Linked DNA regions of Macaca mulatta: region 2 is linked to region 1. The links are chromatin contacts, called in public Hi-C maps. All regions are on one chromosome and are shown on one strand. Each heading gives the region's core, a stretch centred on a gene start, on an enhancer-like site or on the middle of the called end of the contact. The rest is flanking DNA. Distances are from core to core; before and after follow the strand shown.

Region 1 (6,121 bases), core at 1,703-4,202:
TAATTTTTGAAACAGAAAAACATTCCAGCCGACACGTAAGTTTTGCTTTGTCACTGTACTGTATTCTGTTCAGTAGAACAAAGACCGGATGCATAATGAGCCAATGTAAATGAAGTCAAATCAGCAAAAGCATAGTGGGGGAGGGGAAGGTGTAAAATATGACAGTCGATATAATGACCAGGGAGTAGAGAATTTAAATGTTTAATGCCTACACTTTCAGATTCATTTTTCTGTCATCGCTTTGAATGGGTAGACTGAGGAGCTTGAAAGTCCAGAATGAAAACATCATCCTGTGGACCAAAAGAATTATTAATATTATTTAATGGCACGGATATGATCTGCACTTATAATCATCTTCTTTCTATCACTCCCCACTCCCCCCCTTCACCCGGGGTAGGTCGGGGGAACGAAAGGTGGTCATAATAAGAGATAATTAGAAAATGCTCTAAATATGTATTTGGGGCTTTCTGTCTTACCCTCCTGCACTGCATGCCAGCTTCCCATCTCCCAGCCATGATGGAAGCTCAGAACACAATAGAAACACAGCAACGATATGAATTGCAAATACATGTATATCTTTCCACACAACCTATCTTATTGACTCTTAATAAAATGAGTATCTTCTAAAAAATTTCTTGAGCTGTAAATTGCTTTACTATTGATGACGGGCTTTGGAAAAATACTACACATGCCTTACAATCAACCAGACAGAGTTGTGTTAAACAGAATTGCTTAGCTCTTGTCTGTAAATTACTCCCCTCCCTCTCCAATAAAGGAATGAATCTTGCTTAATAATCTATGCTGCTTAGCATGTGTTGCAAGTATACATGTGCAAATCTGAGTATTTTATATATCCCACACTTTAGGACTATAACAAGCCTTTATCGTAATGTTCTCATATTTAACATTTTCCTACATAGAATGTGAATTTTCAAGAATACTGGCATAAAGATCATTTAATATAGTGTCCCCGCCATCCTATTTTCTCTCATATGCAGGTCCAAAATATTGCTGTCTTGAAAGATATTCATAAAACTCATTTCAGTATCTAGCTGACTTAACACATAGTAATTAAACTGGAGCTATAAACAGCAAACGTACATAGACTTCTCTGATTTCAATGTTACATTAAACTCGTGAATATTAATCCCTAAAAATAAGTACATTGATAATGTGAAGGTAGAATTCTGTGTGGGGAAGGGGAGTGGGTAGATGGGAAATGATTAGAGAATTATTGTAAAGTAAGTTAAATTTCTAGTTTTGCTGTTAATTAAATTATTCAAAAGACTTTGTTTTTACAGCTTGAAAAAAAGGAAAAAGAGACTTATTTGGCACGGGCAATGGCTACTAAAAGGCTGCTGTTAAACTAGGTTCACGAATGGGAGGGGTATGTATGTTGAAGGCTGGGGGAACACAGGAACCTGAATACTTGCTTTGTAAATATTTAAGCTTTTTGCAGGCTAGCATCTAAAGAAGAAATAAAATGCTCGCTTCGCCTTTTACCTTTGAACCCTTTCGTGAAATATCCTAATGTTACCAAATGTGAATATAGTGAACTTAATCAGCAAATTTGACCTAGATTTATGAACTTTATCATTCTAAATGCATTTACATATACACAAGCACATACATGTTCATAAATTTATTTTATTACATCCACTTTGCACAAACTGAACCTTAAGCAGTTGAAGTACTAAAAAAGCCAATCAAAATACTCTTCATATATCCTTAAGTCCATAAACCTCTTTAAATTGTCTCTTTTAAAAAACAGCTAAATTATGGAAATGCAGACTGCATTACAGAATATTTGCCAGTTGTATCTTGATTCTTATTTGAAATTCCCACAAGAATATAGGCATGACAGTAATATAAACCATAGAAACAGGCAAAAAAAAAGTAGAACACAGGGACTTGTAAATAAATCCATGAATATCAAGAAGCACAGATGCTAAGATTATGCATTTTTACCAGTACAGTTCTGTGCTTGTAAACTATAAGACCAGACATTTGTAAGATGCCGTGTAGCAGGCCCTGCTGAGGGCGGGAGAGGTAGGAGAGACTCTGAGAAAGGTGGGGCGGAGGGAAGAAGGAAGGGAAAATGAGTGAGAGGCAGAGAGAGATTGAGAATAAGGAGGGGGACACATAGCCAGACACAATAACGCATAATAATGTTAACATTCCTGCATGTCTAATGGCTTAAATATGCTGAGTGCCTCACTCCAGCCCCACACCACAGATGATGTCAAAGAACCATTTAATATTTTATCAACAGTCCTTTCTTGAACCAAAAAAAAATTTTTTTTCTTTTAAAAGAGATTCAGGGGTTTCCAAGCATGAAAAAAATTAAATGCCTTGGAAGGAAAATTTTTAAGACACAACAATATTTGTGAATACCTCATGTTCAGCAAGATTCACACCATTCTCCAATGCATGTTACATTATTTACATCTTAGCAATGTCAACATGTCTTATTTACCAAGGAAACATAAAATCATATTTTTAACTTCTTTTCTTTAAACATTAGTAATGTATGGCTTTTTTTTAAATGTAAAAAAACCTATTAATTGAATCATTATTATAATATCAGCTGGACTTTTAGGGTTTTTTTTTTTTTTTGGTGGAAAATACTGTTTTCTTGTTTGACGGATACTATGTCTGTAACAAAGAATGACTGAATTGTCTTAACAAAGAAGATGAAGGCTGTATGTGTTAGTTACAATAGAATAACCACCTTCCAGATCTCTTAAATCCACAATATATGTAGTGTGGGTCCTGAGTGGCTTTTGTTTTCAATGTCTTTTGTAAGCTTTTAGGTTTTTTTCTGCATCAAATGTCAAGTTAATTTACAGGGCGCTATTACTGATATGTTTCCTTGGTTTGTGGTTTTCTGTGAAAGGCAGGCAGCTGAGACCAAGTCTTAGGCTAGGGGGGAGGGGCAGCCGGCGAGCCCATAACACATACACAGTGCCAGGGTCTGTAAATTGGCTGCCTGTATGACAGCGGGTCCAGGGAAACCTCTAGTCTTCATTTGCATGCTGAAGAATATCCAGGATTAAACCGGACTGATTTTCATACAGGATTTAGACCTGACATTTATTATTCGGTTCACAGACCTCTTGAAGGAAAGTTTGTTTTCCACTCATAGATGAAAAATCTTCTAAGACAAATAAAGTCTGGCTTAGCAGTAACAGTAAATAAATATCTTTCCTGTATTTCTTATGAATTTATCATATATGATTGCCAGCCAGATGTTTGCCACCAAATTATTATATTTTGTTCTTTAACAATTCTAAAGAAAAATATCTATCAATCCCCATGCTGTATTTATAAAACGTATTCATTTAATTCTGGAAGTTGATTTTTGATAAATAAAATTCAGAGACAGACACTTGATTTTTAGAACAAATTAAAACAATATTAGAGCAGTAAAATAATATGAAATGCTTACTTTTGCCTCTGCTTCATGTGTTTTTATGAACACAGAGAAGATTTTGGTTGTACTGTAAGCATCAATTATGTACTTTTATATAAAACATGAAAATTATAAATGAATGCTACATATGAGCCCTATCTACCAAATTTATAACATAGCTAGTTCATTTTCATTGCCAAATAGGTCCATAAAGTATTCTGGTGTCTTTCAACATTTAGGTATTAATTGTTTGTCCAGACAAACACTTATAATCCAATACATTGGCAATATTTTAACTAAACCAAGATTTAATTTCTAAAGTTCAAACAAAATCTCTTTTGACATACTACCAATATGAAGAAACATGGTAGAGCTGCTTTACATTTTCTGAAATGCATTTTTGTTGTGGACCAGAATAAAGACTTCAAATAGTGATTAAGCAGGCCCAGAAGAAATTTAGGATTCCTCATGTATTAATAAACAGTATAGATTTAAAAGTCATGGAAAGTATACTTTATATATTTAATAAACATAAGGTAAAAATAATACAAGTGTCGGTAATTATATTATTGTTTTTGTCAGTGCATATGGAGGAGACATGGTAAAATCTGCTATATATTTGAATTTTTAATGTGTCAATGGAACTTTTGAAAATGTGTTCTGGTATTGATTTCTTTATGAATATTAACTTATTCATAACAAATCTTAAATAAGTACAATATAAGATACATCTCTTGGAAATTTTTCTTTGTTTTAATGTTGCATTTTATTGTAAATATACATATGAATCACATTTACTTCCTCAAATGAATTTACGATTATACCCAGTAAGAAGTATATGTTATTGAAGTTTCAGATAGAATATATCAATGAACATTTTAATGGTGAGATATCAGTATCATATATACCAGTCAGTTTATTAACCAAGCATTTAATAAATGAATATAATGAGTCTGCCTAGTTTTGCCTTGATTCAATTACCATATAAGAACGCGCACACAAATGATCTGACTGTATGAAAAATTAGGGACAACCAAAGAGTAGAAATTGTTGTGAAAAGATTTTGGTCATCGTGTGTATAGAAATATTTCTGCCTTATATGTATGTAAATTGCAAATGTTAATATAAATATTATTGTAAAAGTGTCTACACATGCAAAGTGAAGAGAATCAAGGCAATTATTTGAACAATTCAGGATAAACCCCTCACTTTTGCTTGCAATAGATAATTGAGGCAAAAGTGTCTTTCCCTTGAATTATCTGGATGATTGCATCAATTCTTCACTTCGCTTTATACATGTATATAGACATGGCAATTGTGTGTCTTCAGAAAGTGTCACTTTAAGAAACATGCAAATACAGAACATGTTCATTTAGACATCGCTAACTTATAGGCTTAATATATCACTGAACTTGTTTGTTAATCAAATTGGGACCTTAAAAGAGAGGAAGTGTTAAATATATTTTTCTAAGCAATTATTTCTAAAGCAATATACAGTGATGTTTAGATGTAACATACAATTATACATGCATCATGCAAACTAGGTTTCTCCAGCCTACTCTGGCATACTAATGCCCCAGTATTCTTCATTATTATTTCTATTAGCAGTATACTTCCACAGTAGGCCCTGCTAATTGTACGAAGAGTATTCATGATGGTGTGTTGCCAATATAGTACTGAGGAACATTTAATTGTGAAAATCTGACCCTCAGCCTGAAATCCTGAAAGTATACGCTTGAGCAAAAGGAACTCTGAATTCAGTTGGTTGGAATGAGGAAGATCATTTTGAATCAAGCCAGTTTTTAATGACTTTATTGTTAACACCCTTAAAAATATGGCTGATACAATGACTTGCGTGCACACAGTTATTTTGTCTTTCCTAGTGACTGCATGAGAAATAGGTATTAATTGCTCTGCCGTTTAAAATTCTCGATACAATTCACATTTACTCACTTTAAACTCAAGATGTCTCTCAATCAAATTGTGAGGCTCTTTATATCTTCAATGTAATTAGGATTGTACAGTATTCATGACAAACATACTGAATAAGGAAGATGATTCCTACTTGGTAATCATTGTAAATATGAAATTGTCAAGCTAGTCCTAATTAGTCACTGAGATAAAGATTATATGCAAGTCTCTAAGAGGTGCTACAGACTAAGAACAAAATTCAAAAATACCACAATTAGATTATTGTTTCAAATGCTTATGCTTAATAAAGTTGGTGGACCATGTTTGCCAAATAATTTTGTCAGGCAAGCAGTCATAGTTTAAAAGTAATTAAGCAATTCATCCTCATCATAAAATGGCACATGCAAATGTCCGTGCTTTTGTTGGTTTGGAAATGTGTAAGATGCTCAATAAAAAGTACTGCCTAAGAAAAAATTCAGTATTTGATACTTTTTAAGCTTCAACAGGTAGAGAATCATTTTTAAACTTGCCTTTAAAAAACATTCTAGTGAAGCATTTGATTGTTTAACATTTTTATTATTCAAGTTCTTACCATTTCACACTACTCCCTGGAGAGGGGCCAAGAAAATATTAAAAATACTATAGAAATATAAAGGATAAGATATTTGTCACACTCGTTTAAATTGATGTATGCTGCTGTCCTATAAACGTCACATCGGATAACCCTGAAAAATTACCATGAATCTCCATAATTACGCATATTCATGATGGTGTTTTGCATAGTGCTAACAGCAGACT
Region 2 (6,121 bases), core at 1,586-4,085, 100 kb before region 1:
CTTAATAATTGGCGAAAACCTGTAAAAGGAACCTCTTGAGAAAAGAGATGTGCATTAAAAAAAAAAAAAGATAGACAATAAATACTTTCTCTGAATCAGGCCACAAAAAATGATCTACAGAATATTACCCAGAATGTCTCTTAAATCTTTGTCTTTTAGGGAAAAGTATCTTCCTGTACACACAAATATATACATATGAGTGAAATTTACTGGGATGGAAAAATGTCTAACAAGTATGATTTAGAAATATTTCCACCGAATGAGTATCTCAAATATAATTAATTTATGTATTTATCAACATTGACCTAATTTAAAAAACTTCATATATTTGGAGATTAATACCTTCATGAAGACAATAATAGATGTAATATCATTGAAATTCAGAATCTATGGACTTACTTCCTGTCAGGGTTAGATCTCTCGTATAGTAATAATAAAAGTGTACTTAGTCCTTATTTTTAATTCAATGAGAATTATGAATTCTTGAAACTTGCATAAATATAACAGTCTTTGGGAGGAACTCAAATAATAGATTTTAGGCCTTATTTTTAGAAAGTACATAGTTTGTACACAGTTACTACCCAATATATATTACTTTAATGGATTGAGTTACTCTTGAAATATATGATGTACATACAAAGTTAAATTAGCATTGGCTGATGTTGGGAAGCTGAAGTTGAGGGTATTGAGTGGTTTGTGGAATAGCCTGAAAACTGTTTAGAAGCTTTAAATATGACAAATTCATGGCAAGTGGGTTTGAAATGGATGGAAGAAAAATAATCTGATAGGAATTCATCTCTGGGGTCTGTAATATATACCTCTTGAGTGGTTCCAGTAGTGAAAATACCTAGACAGCAAGGATATAGGAATTAATTGATAAATTTGCTTTTGCATTGTTTTATAAAGTAACTCTTAAGACACTTTGTAGGTATGTAGATTAATATAAAAATAAAAAGTTTAGCTCTCCCTAAATAAAGTTAAAAATTGCTGAGTAGCTTAGATTTCCACACTGAAGACTCATGCCCAATTATAGTCTAAAGTCTCAGTTTGCAGATATGACATGGGATTCCAGTGATTCAAACAGCACAGTACAAATACTGCATATATTTCTGCCAAATTTGTCTCAGATGGACTAGCTGCTAAGGAAGAATCCATAGCATGACTGAGCTAACACAGAGTGTGTTACCTCTCCAATAAGTAATCCCTCCATTTGCATGCTGTGCTCAATGACAGGAGAGAGGACTCGAATTTCTGTTATTTTTCTGGACTTTAGCTTAAAGGTCTATATTGTCAGTTCAAAATACATGAAGTGAACACTTTTTCGTTAGCCAATCGTTATTATTATGATAAAATTATTTTCTTGGTCATTGAAAATTTTTGGCTTTATTTATTAAAAGTTAACTAGCTTTATTTCATTAGAGATTGTCTAATTCCATTTTGATTTTTCAAATTGCATTTTATACTATAAAGAGCCCTTCTGCATAAAATACAGTTTGAAAAGAGAAAAATATTTATGCCTTTATCATTTTAAGTGATCAAATACTGTAGTGCTAGATATTAGAATATCATGTGCATCACTACATTATTAACTTAATCTAATGCTCGGAGTCATTACCACATTCATGGGTGTCTTTCTGATATCTCTCCAGTCCACTGGATTTTGAAGTGTGATTATGTAAATTTTCTACTGATAAATAAATGACTATAATTGTACTTGAAATACCACTCAAATTCTTAAGACCATGGCATCTAAATAATATATTATGCATTCCTTAATTATTTATCAAGACTAATTCAAAATAACTGTAGGGCAAAGCATTTATTTTTAAATAGCTATCCCTTTCCCCAATTTTTCTTTACAGGGTTAAAAAATATTCCAGATGGTGGAACTATAGGGGATGAGAAAAGGGTTGATGAGTGGAGTGAGTAAGCAGCAAGTTTATCCTTCAAGTAAACATATCTGGTTTGCCCAATAATACTCTTACCCTAATGCAATTTTTAAGGCATATGATCTTAATGTCAGTTCAGTAAGAGTATTTGATGATAGAAAAAAACATTTTTAAATGTTAAACATTAGTCCAGAAAATTCTTCACCATTATTTGACAAGGAAAATGGGAACAGTTAGCAAACAAAACATTTCACACATGGTTATTTTTAAAAGTTCTTTTATAAACATAGTAGGGAAATTGTAAAATTTCAGTAAGGGTTATGCCAATCAAATGACACTAAATTTAAAGTATGGCTTTCCTTCATTTAATTATAGATGTAAAAAAGTCACAATAATTGAATGGTGCCTTTTCATTGTTTAACAATTGCAAGGCTGTATTCAGAACTCTTGTTGCACTGTGCCTTTAAAGGAAGCGCGTGTGTGTTTTACCTACATAAATTCTAATTGCAGAATCCACTCTAATCACCACAAAGAAATCATCTGAATCCTCATAAGTTCATGAGCTACACACTTTTCTTTTTTTATTCTGCAGACCACACCTTATCTGGTTGCTAATGAAATACAGGAGATTGATTGCAGAAAATCTTCAAGGGAATATTTGCTGTACCACATATAGTAAGCTCCATTTGGTGCATTAGCATTTAGCCATTTTATGCAAATTTAGAGAAAATGACTCATGTATATGATTTAATATGCATCAGCGATAACTCATATCACCCTTATAAGAAAACAGAAATTAAAAATTCATTAGAAAACTAGACTAGTGTCACTACATGGTTAAAACATTATTAAAGCATATTTCAATGTTTTGCTTACACTAGTGTTCTCATCATGGTGCCACCATTTCATGACAAAGACCGTAGAGGAGAAAACATTCAACTTAAAATGTCTGCTGGCACACATCGCTGGATTTGTGTGTCACTAAACAATGAGCGAGCATAGCCTTGAATACCAACTATTTAATTAGCACTTTTGGAAGCCATGCATAGAAAATAGCTCATTTACATGCATCTGCTTAGCGATTAGTCCCATAAAAAGCTACCATTTCTTTTTTTGTTGTTTAATATAGTGAGCATTTTACCATTCGGCCATGAAAAAAAATCAAAACATATGTTATTATTTTCAAATACTGAAATTCAGAGATTTAATTAAAATGGGCAAAAGTCTTCATATTTCTCTTCAAGGTATATTTAAATGATTTAATTTAACCTTAAGTGTACCATAAAACGCTGGATACAAGTAATAATTAAGAACTTCAAAGGGCAACAGAAACCCTCTAACAGTCCTTCGTTTAATTAAAGGCTATTATTAGAAAGCTCTTGAATATACAGTTACATTTAATGACGAGTGACGACTAGTAAAAGCAGTATTTGAAAGTTATGAGTATCTTATTTTAAATACTATTGATAGACTCTAGAAAGTATTTCTATCACTTCGTTTTGAAAATAAATGACATGTATTTCTTGAAAAATCAAATTCATAACATTAAAAGATTGTTTAAGATGTTTTGCTTTTCATTAATTCTCTAGTCTACACACTGTCATGATCATAAATTAATTGTATGCTTTGTAAAAAGTGTTTCTGCCTATTTAAATGCCTTTAAGAGGGTATATTTTTCTAATACAGTGGAATATTTATGAAGGCATGCATACAATGTATATGGATGCATTAACAATAAAATGGGGGCTTGTGCATTTTGAAATATAACACTTTTTGGAATGTGAATTGATATGTAATATAACAGTAATACATTTTTTTAGAAGTTTCTATTATTTAGCACATTTGTGTTAGTAGACAATTGGGCAGAAGCCCCAGGTGATTCTAAACAAATTTTGGAAGGCGTATAAACCATCTATAAAATAGGAACAGAGTATGTAAAATTTGCTCTTCTGTTATAAGTAATTATTGGACTATTTTGCTTTATCTACATTTATTTATACAAGGAATTTGGTTGGAATTTCCATAGCTAAAATTCAGTGTAGGTGAATGATTGGTGTATATATACATTCTCAAGTGAAATTGATGAACAAATACTTTAAAAATTCATTTAGAACATATTACTAATTCTGTTTCTTAATTATCTTTAGTAATTGGCTTATGTACACATCTATAATAAAAAAGTTACCTACTTATTGAGCATATACGATTTTACCTTGGTGAGTAATCTGTCATTTTGAAAATGTGACACTAATTCCTTCGTTCACTGTGGGCCAGGGAATGCCATGGGATGTGTAATCTTGGAAAGATTTCTTGGATTAAATATTTGGATACAAATCTATATCAATCTAGTTTATCCAGTTAACTAGCTAAATAATGTATTATATGTATATAGTTCACTGTCTAAGAAAAGTGTGCACCTGATGGGCTTTTTGTATAGCATGTTCTTTAATTTGAAATTATTTTGACATCAATTTCTTATTCTATCCATCTTGCAACGAGTATGATTCTTTATTTGCTTATCATTTTCCCTGGCGCCTCTTCCCAATGCTTAGATACTCATAAGGTTTGTAGAGTAGGGGACTTACCTGTCTTGTTCACTGCTGAATATCCTGTACCTAGAACACTGTCAGACACATAGTAGATGCTCAATAAGCTTTTGTGGATGAAAGAATGAATACGTTTAAATAAGAGATTTATCTTTCTGAGACAGCTGTTGCCCTCTGGATCTAAGGACTTGATTTTGATAGATAGACTGGTTCTCCCAACATGGGAGTCCTTTTGATTCTGCCCTGCTTTGTTGAAGACATTACCCTTCGTAGCTAGGGTAAGATCATTGATTTATTTGAGAGTGAGTATGTAACTGCAAGCAACCTCTAAGCTAGCTTTCATGGCCATTTGTAGGATATGTATTTGAGATCCTATTCTGGATGTGGGGAATAGTCATTAGTTATGAAATAGGGCCAAGTTAACTGGACACGTGGGAACTAAATGCTAGACCATGGAATTATTAATGTATTCCAAACAAAAATATTTTGCAAGTAATTTTAATATTTTTATTTCACCTTGATTAAAATATCTAACTCATAGAAGCATGCTGCTTATAAATGACCTAAAGTACTTATAATTTTAACTAATGATACAAGAAATAAGAGTCTTCCTGGCTTAACCTTCTTCTTGAAGTTAGGACCATTTCTGAAAGCTCCATTAGTTCCAATTTTTAAAGCTCCTTAGTTCATAAATCCCTTGGGAATTATGAATAAAGATATGGCTCATGTTACTAAAGGGTACTCCTGTGACTTAAAAGTTAATCTCTCTAAATGTCTAACCTGAAATCTAACAGTTACATGGAGAATTTATATCATTTGTAGCATTTTCGAGCAGAAATTAGAAATATGGTATAAACAGTGAAAATTTGTCTTTTTCTCATTTTCACACAACATGGGTTCAAAATGACAAATGTAAGATGGGCAACTCAAAACAATGAAATGTTTTTTGGGTTATTTTATTATGTTCCCACCAATGAGATCCTAAGGTCCTTAAAAATAACCAAACAGTGAATTGTTGAGTTAATAAACAGCAAACAAATATATTCATAAGACCAGGTGGTAGAAAAGTGAGTCATCAAAATGTGCAGACCTTTCCTATTTCTGTACCATTGAGAGAGAATGTTCTTGATTTGGAAGTTGGGCTAAGCATTTGATTGACCTCATTAACTCTTTCAAGATTATTAAGGTATTCTTTTAGTCTACAAATGCATTTTTTGAAGCTACAGTGAATTCTCTTTTGATGCAAAAAGGTACTAAATAATACCCTGGGAGATATAATGGGCTTTGCAAGTTATCTGTCATGAACATTGTAACTGACCCTGGAGGCTCGTAAAATTTGGATCCACACTGCTATTGTCAACAGACTTTATTATGAAGCAAAGCAGAAAATTCAGATTAAATATCTGGGTCACTTCTAGACTTTTGTCTTTTAATTACAAAATAAACCTCTAATGTACAAGTGGCCATACTGCTTTTTACTACATTAAAGGTAAAGACAAATATGAGGAAATCAATTAAAAATTTCTGAACCTATATTAAATCTACTAACCAGCAAGTATTTATTGATTACCTTCTACGAATATACTGTGCTAGGGTCCATTTACATGTTTGGGAGTATAGGCTTGAGAGACAGAAAGCCTTGGAAGAGGACTTAGAAAAAGTATAAGAAATGATGCTCACACTGGG

Evidence for each region. A called contact is a pair of places that touch in the nucleus more often than the background predicts.
Region 2: a Hi-C map of fetal cortex germinal zone shows a contact between it and region 1, with 7 times the contacts expected there. The contact joins two enhancer-like sites. A contact is called at or near these places in 2 of 14 Hi-C or Micro-C datasets (fetal cortex germinal zone and fetal cortical plate).

What each region holds. Positions count from the first base shown.
Region 1 is chr6:94,980,117-94,986,237 of T2T-MMU8v2.0, reverse strand. No RefSeq gene overlaps it. Among named protein-coding and RNA genes, the nearest start is that of MIR9-2, 110 kb to the left of the region's middle. Within about 2 kb of position 2,952, at least 9 of the 40 cell types and tissues checked have an H3K27ac peak or open chromatin away from gene starts, as enhancers often do. A contact at or near this core is called in fetal cortex germinal zone, where this site is marked.
Region 2 is chr6:95,079,500-95,085,620 of T2T-MMU8v2.0, reverse strand. No RefSeq gene overlaps it. Among named protein-coding and RNA genes, the nearest start is that of MIR9-2, 11 kb to the left of the region's middle. Within about 2 kb of position 2,835, at least 8 of the 40 cell types and tissues checked have an H3K27ac peak or open chromatin away from gene starts, as enhancers often do. A contact at or near this core is called in fetal cortex germinal zone, where this site is marked.